Regions from separate parts of the Danio rerio genome. Here region 2 is linked to region 1. The links are chromatin contacts, called in public Micro-C maps. All regions are on one chromosome and are shown on one strand. The core of a region is the stretch at or near the end of the contact, and the rest is flanking DNA. Distances in the headings are between cores, read along the strand shown. Region 1 overlaps tpm3 (tropomyosin 3). Region 2 holds the start of si:dkey-240h12.4.

Evidence for each region. A called contact is a pair of places that touch in the nucleus more often than the background predicts.
Region 2: a Micro-C map of caudal fin shows a contact between it and region 1, with 2.7 times the contacts expected there. The contact joins the promoter of si:dkey-240h12.4 here to the enhancer-like site in region 1. A contact is called at or near these places in 3 of 18 Hi-C or Micro-C datasets (caudal fin, hematopoietic stem cells and an unstated tissue) and 3 of 4 datasets of contacts at active chromatin or transcription factors (caudal fin, embryo and gastrula embryo).

Annotation. Positions count from the first base shown.
Region 1 is chr19:12,116,074-12,123,827 of GRCz12tu, forward strand. The region is part of intron 2 of tpm3 (tropomyosin 3); the gene reads right to left. Among named protein-coding and RNA genes, the nearest start is that of tpm3, 11 kb to the right of the region's middle. Within about 2 kb of position 4,123, at least 27 of the 62 cell types and tissues checked have an H3K27ac peak or open chromatin away from gene starts, as enhancers often do. A contact at or near this core is called in caudal fin, where this site is marked.
Region 2 is chr19:12,305,178-12,312,931 of GRCz12tu, forward strand. si:dkey-240h12.4 reads right to left here and starts at 3,062. Exons shown (of 12, transcript XM_678062.10): 1 at 2,970-3,062.

The DNA of each region.
Region 1 (7,754 bases), core at 2,873-5,372:
GCGGCGGCTGGGTCAGTTGGGATTTCTGTGTGGAGTTTTGCATGTTCTCCCTGTTCACGTGGGTTTCCACCAGGTGCTCCGGTTTCCCCCACAAGTCCAAAGACATGCGCTATAGGTGAATTGGGTAGGCTAAATTATCCATATGTGTGTGAATGAGTGTGTATGGATGTTTCCATGTGATGGGTTGCAGCTGGAAGGACATCCCCTGCGTAAAACATGCTGGAAGTTGGCGGTTCATTCCACTGTGGCAATCCCAGATTAATAAAGGGACGTTGTACGTTGTACTAGCCGGAAAAGACAGCCTATCTCCACGCTGGAATTTTCACAATAATCCCATTGCCGAGACGTTGCTTTTAAATTTCTTTTTAAACCAGAAGAACAAATTTGATCTAAACATTGCAAAAACAACCAATTTTCACCTTTTAGCTAAATATTTGTGTCTGAATAGTGTTTTTAGGAATGTGAGACATATATATGACAGTCAACATCTCAAAAAATGTGTTTTGGTGTTTCTTGACCTTTTAATTTGACGGATTTAACAGATGACTGTTTTGTTCTTGTTAATTAAAATGAAATAAAAAGGGTACGTTCACAGGATACTGCTTTTGACTAAAAATGAAAAACTCAAACATTTTGACCATTACAAAACAATTGCTTTTTGGTGATCTGGAAAAAAAAACCTTTGAAAATGGGTTTCAAAGTGCATGTTTGTGTTTTAATCTTTGTGTAAAGTACAACAACTATGTGAATTTGTGATAATGCTAATGTCATCTGTTTTGTCAGATGGGACTGGGCCCTTTACAGTGCAACTTAAATATATTTTTAAACAATTTTGTATATATATACCTGTGAATTTGTTTTGTCTTTTTAAAATATTTCTCAAATGATGTTTAACAGAGCAAGGAAATTTTCACAGTATGTCTGATAATATTTTTTTTTAGACAAAGTCTTATTTGTTTTATTTCAGCTAGAATAAAAGAAGTTTCAAATTTTTAAAAAACATTTTTAGGACAAAATGATTAGCCCCTTAAAGTTATTTTTGTTTCCGAAAGTCTACAGAACAAACCATCATTATACAATAACTTGCCTAATTACCCTAACCTGCCTATTTAACCTAATTAACCTAGCTAAGCCTTTAAATGTCACATAGAAGTGTCTAAATGTCAGTATAGAAGTGTCTTGAAAAATATCTAGAAAATATTATTTACTGTCATCATGGCAAAGATAAAATAAATCAGTAATGAGAAATGAGTTATTAAAACTATGATGTTTAGAAATGTGTTAAAAAATGACTTCAACTGTATATATATATATATATATATATATATATATATATATATATATATATATATATATATATATATATTTTCTTTTTTTTTTTTTTTTTCTCCTGCAGTTGAAACAAGTTTTTTGCAGTTGTTCAGATTTGCTGAGAATCTCTGAGTAAAATCCTGACTGGCTGTCATCGAGAATAAGGAGTGTTGGAATTCATTTACTTGTCATGATGTGTAGTGCCATTGAAAGACATCACAGTGTTGATGCTCTTGTGTAAACAAATTCTGATTCTAGTTATTGTGCAGTCTGATTAATGGCAAAACCACAGTCTATATATGTTCACTTGTCAGTGTGTCTGACAGAAGCACTGAAGTGACTACATGAGCGATTGACATTGATTCAGAAATTGTTAGCTTGCACATTCACATTTATTATTCAAATATGATATTAATAACTTACTATTAGGGCGTCGCGGTGGCGCAGTGGGAAGCACGATCGCCTCGCAGCAAGAAAGTCACTAGTTTGAGCCTCAGCTGGGTCAGTTGGCATTTCTGTGTGGAGTTTGAATGCTCTCCCCGTGTTTGCATAGGTTTCCTCCCAGTGCTCCGGTTTACCGCACAAGTCCAAAGACATGTGGTGTAGGTGAATTGGGTAGGCTAAATTGTCTGCAGTGTATATGTGTGAATGAGAGTGTATGGTTGTTTCCCAGTGATGGGTTGCAGCTGGAACAGCATCCGCTGTGTAAAACATATGCTGGATAAGTTGGTGGATCATTCTGCTGTGGCGACCCCAGATTAAGAAAGGGAATAAGCCGAAAAGAAAATGAATGGATGAATGAATGAATTTTGTTTTGAAGTGGACTCCAAAATTAGAGGTAATCGATAGTTTGATTAAACTTAATGTATTATGTACTGCACTTAAACGTACACATCACAAAATGCAATTATGATCTAATGATTTTTGTTTGCTTAAAGCGATAGTTCACTCAAAACTGAAAATTCTGTGATGATTTACTCCCCCCTCACTTGTAACAAACCTGTTTCTTTCTTCTGTTGAACTCAATAGAAGGTATTTTATAAAAATGCTGGTACACTGTAAAAATATTTATGATCAATTAGTCCTGACAGTACATGTTTTTAGTTTATTGTAACTTACTTAACTAAGTTAATCATGCTCTAATTTAATTGTATTAGTTGCGCAAGCTGTTTTAAGTCGGTTTCAATTTTCAGGTTTCAGGTTAATTTGGTTCAGCTTAAAATTTTTAGGCAACCAGGATTTTTTTTTACAGTGTATTCATTCGCTTCCAAAGTGTTTTTTTTTTTCTATGGTTGTCAATGGGAAACACTTTTTAACATTCTTCAAAATATCTTCTTTTGTGTTCAACATGAATAAGAAACTCAGAAAGGTTTGGAAAGACGTGAGGATGAGTAAATATTGAGAAAGTTTATAGATTTAGAGTGAACTATGCCTTTTATATGTAAAAAAAAAAAAAAAAAAAAAAAGTAAAAATTCCCCATATATTTTATCCGACACAAATAGTTGATGTCAAAATTATTTGCCCTCCTGTGAAATTTTTTTTTCTTCAAATATTTCCCAGAGCAAGGATTTTTTACAGTATTTCCTATAATTTTTTTTTGTTTTAGAGAAAGTCTTATTTGTTTTATTTTGACTAGAATAAACACAGTTTTTACAAATTTAGTAATTTTAAATATAATATTTCATATTAATATTTAATATCAATATAATATTTTTTATCATAATAGGTAAGAATAGGCACACTGTTTTCAGTAGTAGACACTTTAGCTTTATTTTTTTAAAATTCTATGAATAAAAATTGAATGAATGAATGAATAAAATAATTGAATGTAACTTTTTAATTTACATGAATAAAAAAAACTCAAGGTTTCCAAAGACTTTAGAATGGGTAAATAGTGAGTAAGTTTAAAGTTTTGGGGTGAACTATCCCTTTAATATTTAAAAAATAAAATAAAAAAATCTCCACGTCATTGGACACATACAGTTAGTCAAAATCATTTGCCCTCCTGTGATTTATTTCTTTTCAAATATTTCGCAGAGCAAGGATTTTTATTACAGTATTTCCTATAATATTTTTTCTTTTGAAAAAAGTCTTATTTGTTTTGGCTAGAGGAAATCAGTATTTATTTTTTTCAGATCAATATTATTAACTAATTTGTTATATTAGGCAATGACTTGCCCTAACTTACCTTATTAACCTAGTTAAGCTTTTAAATGTCACTTTAATTATTAGTATCTTGAAAAAGATCTAGTAAAATATTTTTTACTGTCATCATGGCAAAAATAAAAGAAATCATTCATTAGAAATGAGTTATTAAATCTATTATGTTTAGAAATGTGCTGAAAAATCTCCCTGTTAAACAGAAATTGGGGAAAAATATTAAATTCTAATTCTGACTTTGTGACTGAAGGCTTTTGAGAAAGTTCATTATACATTTTACATGGACGTCATAAAAAAAGAATCCAGAGCACAAGCTAAACTCACAGGCCTGAACAAGACTGCTGTTATGCTATCTGTGCTGTAGAATGTGCTGTGTTCATGGTGTCTGTACACAGTAGGCCTAAGGCTATGCTTTCCACAAGCTGATTTTGTAAAGTTTTCACTATTGACAGAGCTCAGTGGTTTAGCATTAAAATCAATGTTAAAGGTAAAGGAATGCTGACTGATCCTGAATCATCTGGCTACAGTCGAGCGCTGTGAAGATCATGTTGCATCATCATTTCCTGTCTCACCCTTCCTGCCTCCCTTCACTAGTCTGGAACATGTTGCAAACTTAAAAGATAACTGTGCTCAGGCCCGTTATCACCTACTGTCACCATCTCACCAGACGAGGGCGCTAGAAGATCTAGATAAACTTGACTGTAATGACTTCAGTCGTGGCGAAGCCCCCTTTTTACCTTTTAAAATAAGCTTCTAAACATGTCTCTTATGTTCAGTACTTAAGAGTAAAGTAATAGTAAAGATTAATGTTGTGATAAATACAATATTTACTCAATAACTATGTTTTGTAGAAATGTAACCTATTCTTCAGTGTCACATGATCTTTTTAAAGTCATTATAATATGCTACTTTCTCATTATATCCCCCTTTTGCTTAAAATTTTGAGGAAATTATTTATATATGTTTGTATTTATTATTTTTGTTACAAATATAAAATAATGTTAATAAAAATGTCATAAGTACAAATAAACATTTTGCTGAATCTACTGGTAAAGATGTGCAAGCCATAATTAATTTTTTATATATTTATTTTTACCTGACATGAAACTCTGTTTATTATTATTATTTTTAAACTGAAATAAATATTCACATATATAGACAAATATGGAGATTTTTTCAGCACATTTCTAAACATAATAGTTTCAATAACTCTTTTGTAATAACTGATTTATTTTAGTTTTGCCATGATTACAGTACATAATATTCGACTAGATAGTTTTCAAGATTCTAATAGTTAGATCAAAGTGGCATTTAAAGGCTTAACTAGGTTAATTAGGTTGACTGGGCAGGTTAGGGTAGTTAGGCAAGTTTTTGTATTATGATGGTTTGTTCTGTAGACTATCTAAAAAATATATAGCTTAAAGGGGCTAATAATTTTGACCCTAAAATGTTAAAAACTGCTTTTATTCTAGCCGAAATAAAACAAATAAGACTTTCTCGAGAAGAAAAAATATTATCAGACATACTGTGAAAATTTCCTTGCTCTGTTTTACATCATTTTGGGAAAATTTAAACAACAGAGAAGGAAAATTATTCTGTTCATCAAAACAGCATTTATTAAATGTAAAAAATATATTAAATTGTTAATTACTTATTAATTAAATATTTATTTATTACATATAGTTTAAAATTAAATAATTACTCCAGTCATTATTGTTTTTATTACTATTACCATTAATATTAAATATTTTGTATTAAATAATAATAATAATAGTAATAATTAATATAAGTGATTTCTGAAGGATCATGTGACTGAAGTCTGGAGTAATGAAGCTGAAAATTCACCTTTAAAATAATTGGAATAAATTATTAAATTAAATGATTTATTAAAAATAAATTACTTTATTTTACAGTTATGTTATAGTGCAATCACATTTCACAATTTTACAAATTTTACTGTATTTTTGATTAAATAAATGCCGCCTTAGTGAGCATAATAAGCTTATTCTAAAACATGTAAAAATCTTACCCCAAATTTTGATCGGTCATAAAAGAATATATATATATATATATATATATATATATATATATATATATATATATATATATATATATATATATATACATACAGTTGAAGTCAGAATTATTACCCTCCTTTGAATATTTTTTACTGTCATCATGGCAAAGATAAAATAAATCAGTTATTAGAAATGAGTTATTAAAGCTATTATGTTTAGAAATGTGCTGAAAAAAATATTCTCTATGTTAAACAGAAATTGGGGAAAAAAAAACAGGGGGGCTAATAATTCTGACTTCAACTGTATATATATATATATAAATATATATATATATATATATATATATATATATATATATATATATATATATATATGTTGTTATTTGTTTTTTTTTTCGGCTAGAATAAAAGCAGTTTTTAATTTTATTAGCTAAAATAATTTGAGCTATAATTTTAAATAAGATTAAAGTGTATGTTTATCATTACAGCAAGATTTAATGATTTTGTTATGTTAAATCAATCATCACATTGTTAAAAACAACCGTGTAGTTTCAACTTTTTAAATTCAATTTGGTGCAATTAATGAGTTACGTGTGACAGCAAGTGCAGAGATGCTCATGTGCATCCGTTCATATTGGCTGATCGGAAGCTTATATCTTGAATGATCTGTTGACATTACAGGTTATAGGTGACAAGGCGCATGGTTTTACACTCTGACCTCCAAGACACACTCACATAAACACTTGCTGACTTAAACCAACATGATAGGACCCCATGACCCTCTCAAAGCAGCTGAGGAAGGATTTAATCTTTTAAAAGACTCCAAGAACTGTGACAGCATTCTTACTATTTCAGTTACATTTTTCCCAGAAAGCTTTTTACTGACCTTTCACGTTTTCACCATTACTGTCAGTCAGCTCTGCTCAGAGCTCTATTTAAAGGATCCACCCTCAGATTCAAACCGGATCACTGTGTCTAGTCTGCCTGTCTGTCAAGCTCACACTGCATGACAATGAATGACTAATTAGACCCCACGTTAGCTCTAAATCCAGTTGGGTTTACAGCTAAACTCTTTTTTTTTTTTTTGTTACTGTTATGCGTGTTATGTTACTGGTGAAGTTTTGACTCAAGGTTGGGGTGAAAATAGATTTTGAAGCGACAGCTGTGATGAAGGCAACCCACACTCACCCTCTCTTTAAAGCTACTGTTCTCATGTTGCTTGTTTGAATAGGGGTTGCCAGATTCAAATCAATAAATCCTGCTCACATTACAACTTTAAAGATTGTCTTAAAGGTTCTAAGGTGAAAATCTTTTTCAGGATAGAAAAGGAATAGTTCACCCCAGAGTTTAAGTTCTGCCATTTTCTTGTTCAAAACATATTTGAGTTTCTTTTTTGTGTTGAACACGAAAGAAGATATTTTGAAGAATGCTCGTAGTTGGAACCCATTGACTTTCATAGCATCTTTTTTCCTACTATGAAAGTCGATGGATATCAGCAATCAGAATTCTTCAATATAGTCTTCTTTTGCATATAAAAGAACACTGAAAAAATGATTCAGAAATGATTCCTTGGATTTACTATTTTTTTTTACGTTAAGTGGCTGTAAACAATTTATTTGGGCTGAATTTAAACAAACAAATTAAGTTTGATTTATAATTAAGTCTAAATTGAACACAAATAAATTATTTGCAACAGTTTTGCAGACATCATTTTTTTTTCATTGAAGAAAGAAAGTCTTAACTCATTTAAAACAGTTCAAAGAAGAATAAACGATAAAGTAAGTTTCATTTTTGGTTGAACTATCCATTTAAGGTCAAAGAGAGATGGTCTTGTGGTCTGCCAAACCAACTGATTTAGATGGTCAGCAAATAGTTTTTTTTTTTAAATCTGAATGCTGTCTCGTAACCCAGCCTGGCCAGTTTAAGTCATTTATGCTTTATGTATTATGTTCTAATTTAGTTCTAGACAATGTAGAACACACACACACCCTTTAAAGCCTGTGGTATTCACTCCATGAACGACACGAAGGCCGAACTTTATGACAACAGGTGCGCCTGCTATATCCAGACCCAGAACAAAAGGACAATGACAGGCAATAGATAGAAATACTTTGTGTAACGGGGTGACTGTGATGCACAGTCTTAGTTTAGCACGTCAAAGAGAGAGTCCAGTTACACAATGGAATTTAACAATGAAGTGATTTGAAATAAATCCCTGAAGAAAAAATGGAAAAAGATAAAGGCTATTGTTTTTCGAAAAAAAAA
Region 2 (7,754 bases), core at 1,812-4,311, 190 kb after region 1:
TCAAAAATGTGACTGACAGCCTGTGGTTTGATGAGTGTAAATCCTGAAATTTGAGCACAGGCATGCTTTTCTTCCTTTCTATACAAGATCAAAGAAACATTGAAGATCTGCAGAGGATCCAATCTGCTACCATAAACAACCAAAATAACGATCTCATCCTTGATTAAGATCAAAGTCCCAGTGCGTCCGATTCTCCCCTGCAATAACATGGTAAACAAGAGGAAATACTGCAAAGAAGGGAACAAGGAAAATATCCTCTACACATTCCAGAAAAAAGTAACAGAATTAGATAATATTATTGACATCACAGCAGTAGATCATACGAATATGTCAATGGTAATATAGTGTCTTGCTAAATTTAAACTGATAAGACTACATTTTTAATCATAATTTGCACATGAAACAAACTATATTGGCATTCAGTGCAGCATTGTTTTTTAATTGAATTTAATTTGATTAATCTGAAGACATGAGTGATGATAATGATATGTACAGGGAACATTGAGAGTTATATGCTCAAGCAAATATGCTGGTGAGAAAGTTTTATTTGTGTCCGGAGCAGGTTAAGGTAAACCTCTTTTGAACTTATTGCAGTTCTTTATACACAGCTTCTTTTTGGTATAATTTTAAAAAAGAGAGCTGCAGGATGCATACAATGACTGTATGAGGATTCTTCTTTAAAAACAGAGATGGTGTTGTGCAAGTGAATTACTTTTTGAGTTAAGAGTTTGATCATTTTTTGCTTTGATGAGAATTTTGATCTATAAGTTTGTCTGTCGATTGGAGAATTCTCAAAATAAAATTTTGATGTTGTTGATAAATTCTAGGCCTACTGAAGTGCGTTTCAGTCACCTTTGATGAAATATAGGCAAAACTGTCTTTTTAGGGTATTTTGTGTGGTTTGTATTGTTTTGTCTGTCTTTTGTACAATTGGACGTAGTGTTTGGAATAAAGAAAATTAATTTAATTGACAACAGAACAAACAATTGTTGTCCAATAATTTGCCTAGTAACCCTAACTAAGTTAACCCTTTAAACTGGACTTTAAGATGACAACTCATCCCCCTGCATTATTAGCCCCTTTGTTTATTTTTTTCCCCCAATTTCCATTTAACTGAGAAATTTTTTCAACATAATTGTTCTAATAACTCATTTCTAATAACTGATTTATTTTATCTTTGCCATGATGACAGTAAGTAATATTCGACAAGATCTCTTTCAACACATGTCTATACAGCTTAAAGTGACATTTAAAGGTTTAACTAGGTTAATTAGGTTAACTAGGCAGGTTAGGGTAATTAGGCAAGTTACTGTATAACTATGGTTTGTTCTGTAGACTATCTAAAAATATATAGCTTAAAGGGGTTAATAGTTTTGACATTAAAATGGTGCTTAAAAAAATAAAAACTGCTTTTATTCAGGCCAAAATAAAACAAATAGACTTTCTCCAGAAGAAAAAATATTATCAGACATACTGTGAAAATTTCTTTGCTCTGTTAAACATAATTTGGGAAACATTTAAAAAAAAAAAAAAAAATCAAAGGGGGGCTAATAATAGACTTCAACTGTATATATAGTAATACATTATGTACATTCATCACGGCAAATACAATTGAAATTAGTTATTAAAACTGTTATTATTAAAACTATTAACTATTTTAAAATGAGTTTTTTTTTTATCTCTGTTAAACAGCATGTGAGAAATATAAAATAAAAGAATGACAAATTTACAAGAGGGCTAATAATTTTGTCTTCAATTGTATATAAGTAATAGATAAGCTGTTTTATTTTCACATACATGTGTTGCGCATCATGGAGCAATGTTTCTCCCATATTTTCACTTTTATATCTTGTCATAAAATATTAAAATATTCAATTATATGATAAATCAAAATATTAAAGCAGACACTAATCGCAATATGCTTTCTTTGCATATAAAACACTTTTGTAAATTTAATTCATTAAAGAATTATTAGCTAACAAGTAAACCAATCCACTGTCAAGATTTCTTGATTTTATTGTTTTTTAATGAATTTAATAATCTCATAGTGTCTAAAATCTCATTTAAGCAACAATCTGAATATGTGCAACCTGATGCAGATACTGTGAATGCTGTTTGAGCCATGTTAAATCTGGTACACAGATTTTTGGAAAAGATATAATAACAGGATTAAACATGCAATGCAATCAGCATTATTGGAACAAAGTTGTTGGAACAAAATAAACTTTTCTTGTCTTTTAACAAAAAATGCAGAGGAAAATCAGGTCTTGTTTTCCCTCAGGGTCTGGGTGGTTTCCTGACAGACCCTTCACCCTTTTAACTTAGATCCAGATAACCACCAAAATATCTCAACTTGGTTTGGGACGATGTGCTTTTCTCATATGTTCATATGTTATACATGCTGTCTATGCCTACATAAAATGAGTGACAGAAAACTAGTTTTAAAACTAAGTTACCAAGTTTTTAAATGGCATGGTTTCAAACTGAAGCAGAAGGATTTTAACTAATGCTGATAGCGAATGAGAATGAGAGAAAGTGAATGTCGCAACTCTTCTTACCTTGTTCGTCATGCTGCCTTGGTGTGAGAACACCAAAAAAAAAACACAATTTCCACACGGAAAGCCAGAAAACAACGCAAAATTTACACGTTTAACCACGACATACGTCTGTAAACTCTGAGCAGAAAAAGACCGAAACCTGCGTGTGGAAACTTGTTCGTGTCTCATTCTCGCGCGTCGTGTCTGTTCAATATTCCGCTGTGAGTGAATCTCTCGTGCACCTACGTAGTCTGTCACGACCAGTGAGAATACATTAAATAACCCACACACCCTTGGTTTAGCACTATAACTTCTGTTATTCACTGCGACATGTTCAACATTCATGTTTATTTGCTTTCACACAGGACAGTCTATTTCTTATCAAACCCTCTACAAACTGAATAATCGGTTAATTTGAGTGACGTAACATACCTGGCATAGATCTGTCATGAAGCCGCGTCGTGTCTGATCTGCGGTCGGTGTTTCCTCCGAAGCTCCGCTCGCTGCGGACGCTCGTACTCAAATGAGGAAACGCTGCTGTTGACCATGTAGTGCAGTGCCCTGTGTGGCAAGCCGATTTAACACCATCCCACTACTACACATCTAAAAACCTGCCTACTGCTTTTTATTATTACTGATCTGATGATGTGCTGCTCATTTTATTTTATTTTATTTTATTTTATTTTATTTTATTTCATTTTATTTTATTTTATTTTATTTTATTTTATTTTATTTTATTTTATTTTATTGTAAACAATCAAACAATAATAATAATGATTTATTTGTTTATATGTCATCAGTTTTTCTTAAAAATAAACTCTTAAGAGTTACAAAAGAGGGGTTTCCCAGTGATACTAGGCAAACTTTACAACTGGGTTTCATCAATGTTAAACAATGTGTACAACATTTATTAATCAAAGCTGTTAACATTTTTCATGCAATGTGAGATCATATGAACTATCAATGAACAGTTTTATTTTTATTAATGTTAATAAAGATGATTAATTGCATAAATTTATAGTTTGTTCATGTTGGTAAATATTATCTTATTGTAAATAGAAGAATGATTGGTGTTTCCCAAATAACCTTTGAGTCAACAGTTCCAAGAACCATTTATTTTTTAGTGTGCGTGGAGAACATTTTAGTCATCTAACAATCTTTGTTTAATGAAAATGTTCTGGGTATAGTAAAAGTTATTTATGGAATTGATTATATATATATATATATATATATATATATATATATATATATATATATATATATATATATATATATATATATGCTGCTAGACAGACAGACAGACAGACAGGCAGGCAGGCAGGCAGGCAGGCAGGCAGGCAGATAGATAGATAGATAGATAGATAGATAGATAGATGATAGATAGATAGATAGATAGATAGATAGATAGATAGATAGATAGATAGATAGATAGATAGATAGATAGATAGATAGATAGATAGATAGATAGATAGATAGATAGATAGATAGATAGATAGATAGATAGATACTAGTCTAATCATTTTAGAAACTTTATTTTATTTTATTTTATTTATTTGTTTATTTGGCAGGGACAGTGTACAATTATTAGCATTTCTGCCAATGCACCAGAGTTAGCCCGAAGGCTATTTTTGATTTGTTGTCCCTGAACAACCTAAAAAAACAATACAAGAATTATACAACCAATCAAACATAGTTAAAAAGTACTAAAACAGACATGGTTATTTAGATTTTTAAAAAGAATATTTACTAGTTAAACTAAAACACCAACATTTTGTAATAGAGATAAAAAAATAGTTGAGACACATTTAAACAACAGATCATTAAGATGTAAGCACAAATGAAAACATGCTAATTTCAATCTAATCGGAATAATGACACGTCTGATTCGCTATAATCCAGATTTTTAAATGTTTTTTAATTATATCAAAGGAGGATTTTAATATACACAACATATATAGGAATTACAATTAAATAATGATTAGTCAATCATGCATTTGGATCAAATGTCAATCAAATGTCAATCATGCATTTGGTTTATAGAAACTGTCTATAAACAGGTGGTTTTGTTTAATAGCTAAAAAATTAGTACAGCCTGAACAAATTACATAGTAAAAAGTTACAATACAATAATAAGTTGAAGTAATTACTAGTATGTACTGGAATTGGTTTCAGAAGATGGACGTGAATAGCTGATAACTCAACTGCAATTGCCTATAAAGAGAAACAGTTGGGTAATGTAAAGAAATCTTGTTTTTTAAAGCTACAGGCAGGTGTGTTCGATCAGGGTTGCAGCAAAACTATGCAGACACCAGCCCGCCAGGATCAAGTTTGCCCAACCCTGCTTTACAGCATCGATAATGTAGATTTATATTTAGTTTAGCAACAAAACATCAGTAAATAGCGCTATTCCGCCTAGCCTGCTTTACTGAGGTGAAGTTGCTTTTATATACACATCACATTGGTTCATTGGTTCAACCTGTGACGCTCTCTTAATACTTACCATGCTACTCTCAATATTCACTCTGAAATAGCATGTACGTATGGCTTAGTAATAAGTGTAATTCCTGTATGCTGCCGGCCAAGCACTAGTCGCTAAGTGAGGGTTCTGCTGTCATGTTTAAGGTGCACAGGCTTGTATTTCAAGAGGCGTGAACGGCAGGGGTGGGACTATGTTTCAGAGATTTATGCTAGTTAGCATTTGTTGCGGATCACTGGACCTTTAAGAATGAGTTAACGATGATGTCCCCTTCAAGTAAAGTCATGCTATAATTATACATTAATGTATTATGAGTTCATGATGGTTAAACTGCGCATAATGTGGTATTAGCATGTACTAACAAGTAATTAAGGTAGTCGTTATTCAGACATGAACTCACGTGACTCTTGTTGTAGTTAAAGTTCATGATTACTGCATGCATTGACTTATCATTAGTTCGTAACAAAGTAATGTTTAGTTTACATGTTAGTACATCATTAATTTATTGTTATTGTAAAGGGTTACCATTTTAAGTTAAGCTATAGCAAATTCTAGCCTACCGTAATATAAATATACTACTACATTATTATTAATACTAATAATAATATTTAGTAAAAATCAACAATAACCTATATTTCTTGGCATTGAATATCTAATAGGCTAAGAATACATCGTGTCAACATTTAGTTTTTAGAAGTCAGTGTAAAGACTGCTTGCCACAGCACACCTCATCTGAGAAACGGGGGTGGATAGATCATAGGTAGCCTCTCTCTCTCTTCAGCTCCATAAAACCTCTGGAATTCACGGTTGACAGAGTGAGACTGCAATGATTCATTTCTGCAGCAGAAAAAAGAGATTCATTTGTGCATTTGAGCAGCAGAAAGTCAAGACAATTACTGGAGCACTGGTTGAGGTGCAGGCAAAGAATTCGAGTGGACTACTTATATATGAAATGGCAGGACAGCTGTTCTTATTTAACCAAAGCATTTCTGTAAAAAACGTTTTGAATGAATTTGGAAGATTTGCATTGAAATAATGAGTAATGTGCATGACCGTCGTATTAAATAAGTCGTTGTATACAGGTTTGTGTGTGGCGGTTATTTTGGCTTGTCGTGTGCGTGAGTAAAAGGTTATTTACATGCCTGTCTCGTGCCGAATCTTTTTCTTTCAATAATAATGTATTTGCGCCATCTAGTGGACATGTTCTGTCACTCATCTTGTTAGCAATAATTAGAAAGGAAATAAAATAAAATAGTAAAAAAAAATACTAAACAAAACAAAATACAAAATTGGAAGATTGTTAAATGGCAATTAATTTAAGGAATATTTTTAGATTAACTAAAGATTTATGACAGCTAAAATATTATTATTATAAATTATTATTTATTGTTATTATTATTATTCTGGGTTAATCTGGGTGCTTCGGTTTCCCCCACAGTCCAAAGACATGTGGTATAGGTGAATTGGGTAGGCTAAATTGTCCGTAGTGTATGAGAGTGTATGGATGTTACCCAGAGATGGGTTGCAACTGGAAGGGCATCCGCTGCGTAAAACCTATGCTGGATAAGTTGGCGGTTCATTCCACTGTGGCAATCCCAGTTTAATAAAGGGACTAAGCTGAAAAAAATGAATGAAAGAATTATTATTATTAATAATAATGAAGATGATAATAACAATAATATATATATATATATATATATATATATATATATATATATATATATATATATATATATAGATATATATATATATGTATATATATATATATATATATATATATATATATATATATATATATATATATATATATATATATATATATATATATATATATATATATATATATAAAGCTTATAAATAAAATAGGAATAAAATCAAGAATGAATTTCATTTTGAATCCTAATACAATGTATAGAAATTAGTTCCTTTACATTTCTGTCAAATGTAGAGCGTGAGGGCGTTAGATGCTGTGTCTACTCTTATTATGTGTACATTCTTTTGTCATCCTTCTCTTTCTTCTTTCTTGTTCAGTGCGGTCGTTTTCTCATCCTGTGTGGTGAACAAGTCACATGACTCAACTGCCTCTCTCTCTCTCTCTCTCTCTCTCTCTCTCTCTCTCTCTCTCTCTCTCTCTCTGTCATCCTTACAGCACACTAATTTTGATTCAACTAAAAACAGAAACACAGATGTAAAAACATATCCACATAGATATAGGTTTACAATTTGAGGGAAATATGCTGTTGGACCTCATTATCAACAGGTATTATTCAACCTAAAAGAATCTTTACTAATCTATGAATAAACATTGCATTAACAGAGTAGTATTATTTTAGGAGGAACTTCAGTTTTTAATATCAAGTGCGCAAGTGATCTATGTTGATTTTGGTGATTTTAAGGCCATGATAGCACAATTTGTAGTTTTTTTCTTAGTTTTCAATTAAAACTGCACAAAAATATTATAGACTGTAAATAAATTATATGATCAATTAATCATGGCACATTTTTTTTATTTCAATGCAACTAATTAAACTTGGTAAATCATGTTCTAACTTAATTTTCTAAGCTACGCAAGCTGTTTTAAATCAGGTTAAAATTATATAAGTTACATGGACTCATAAGGCCAAGTTGATTCATCTTTTAAAAAAAAAAGGTAACCAGTATTTTTTACAGTGTATGAATGAATTTAAATTAGCATTGGTTCCAATATTCAATGATGCAATAATCTGCATGGAATTTATTAT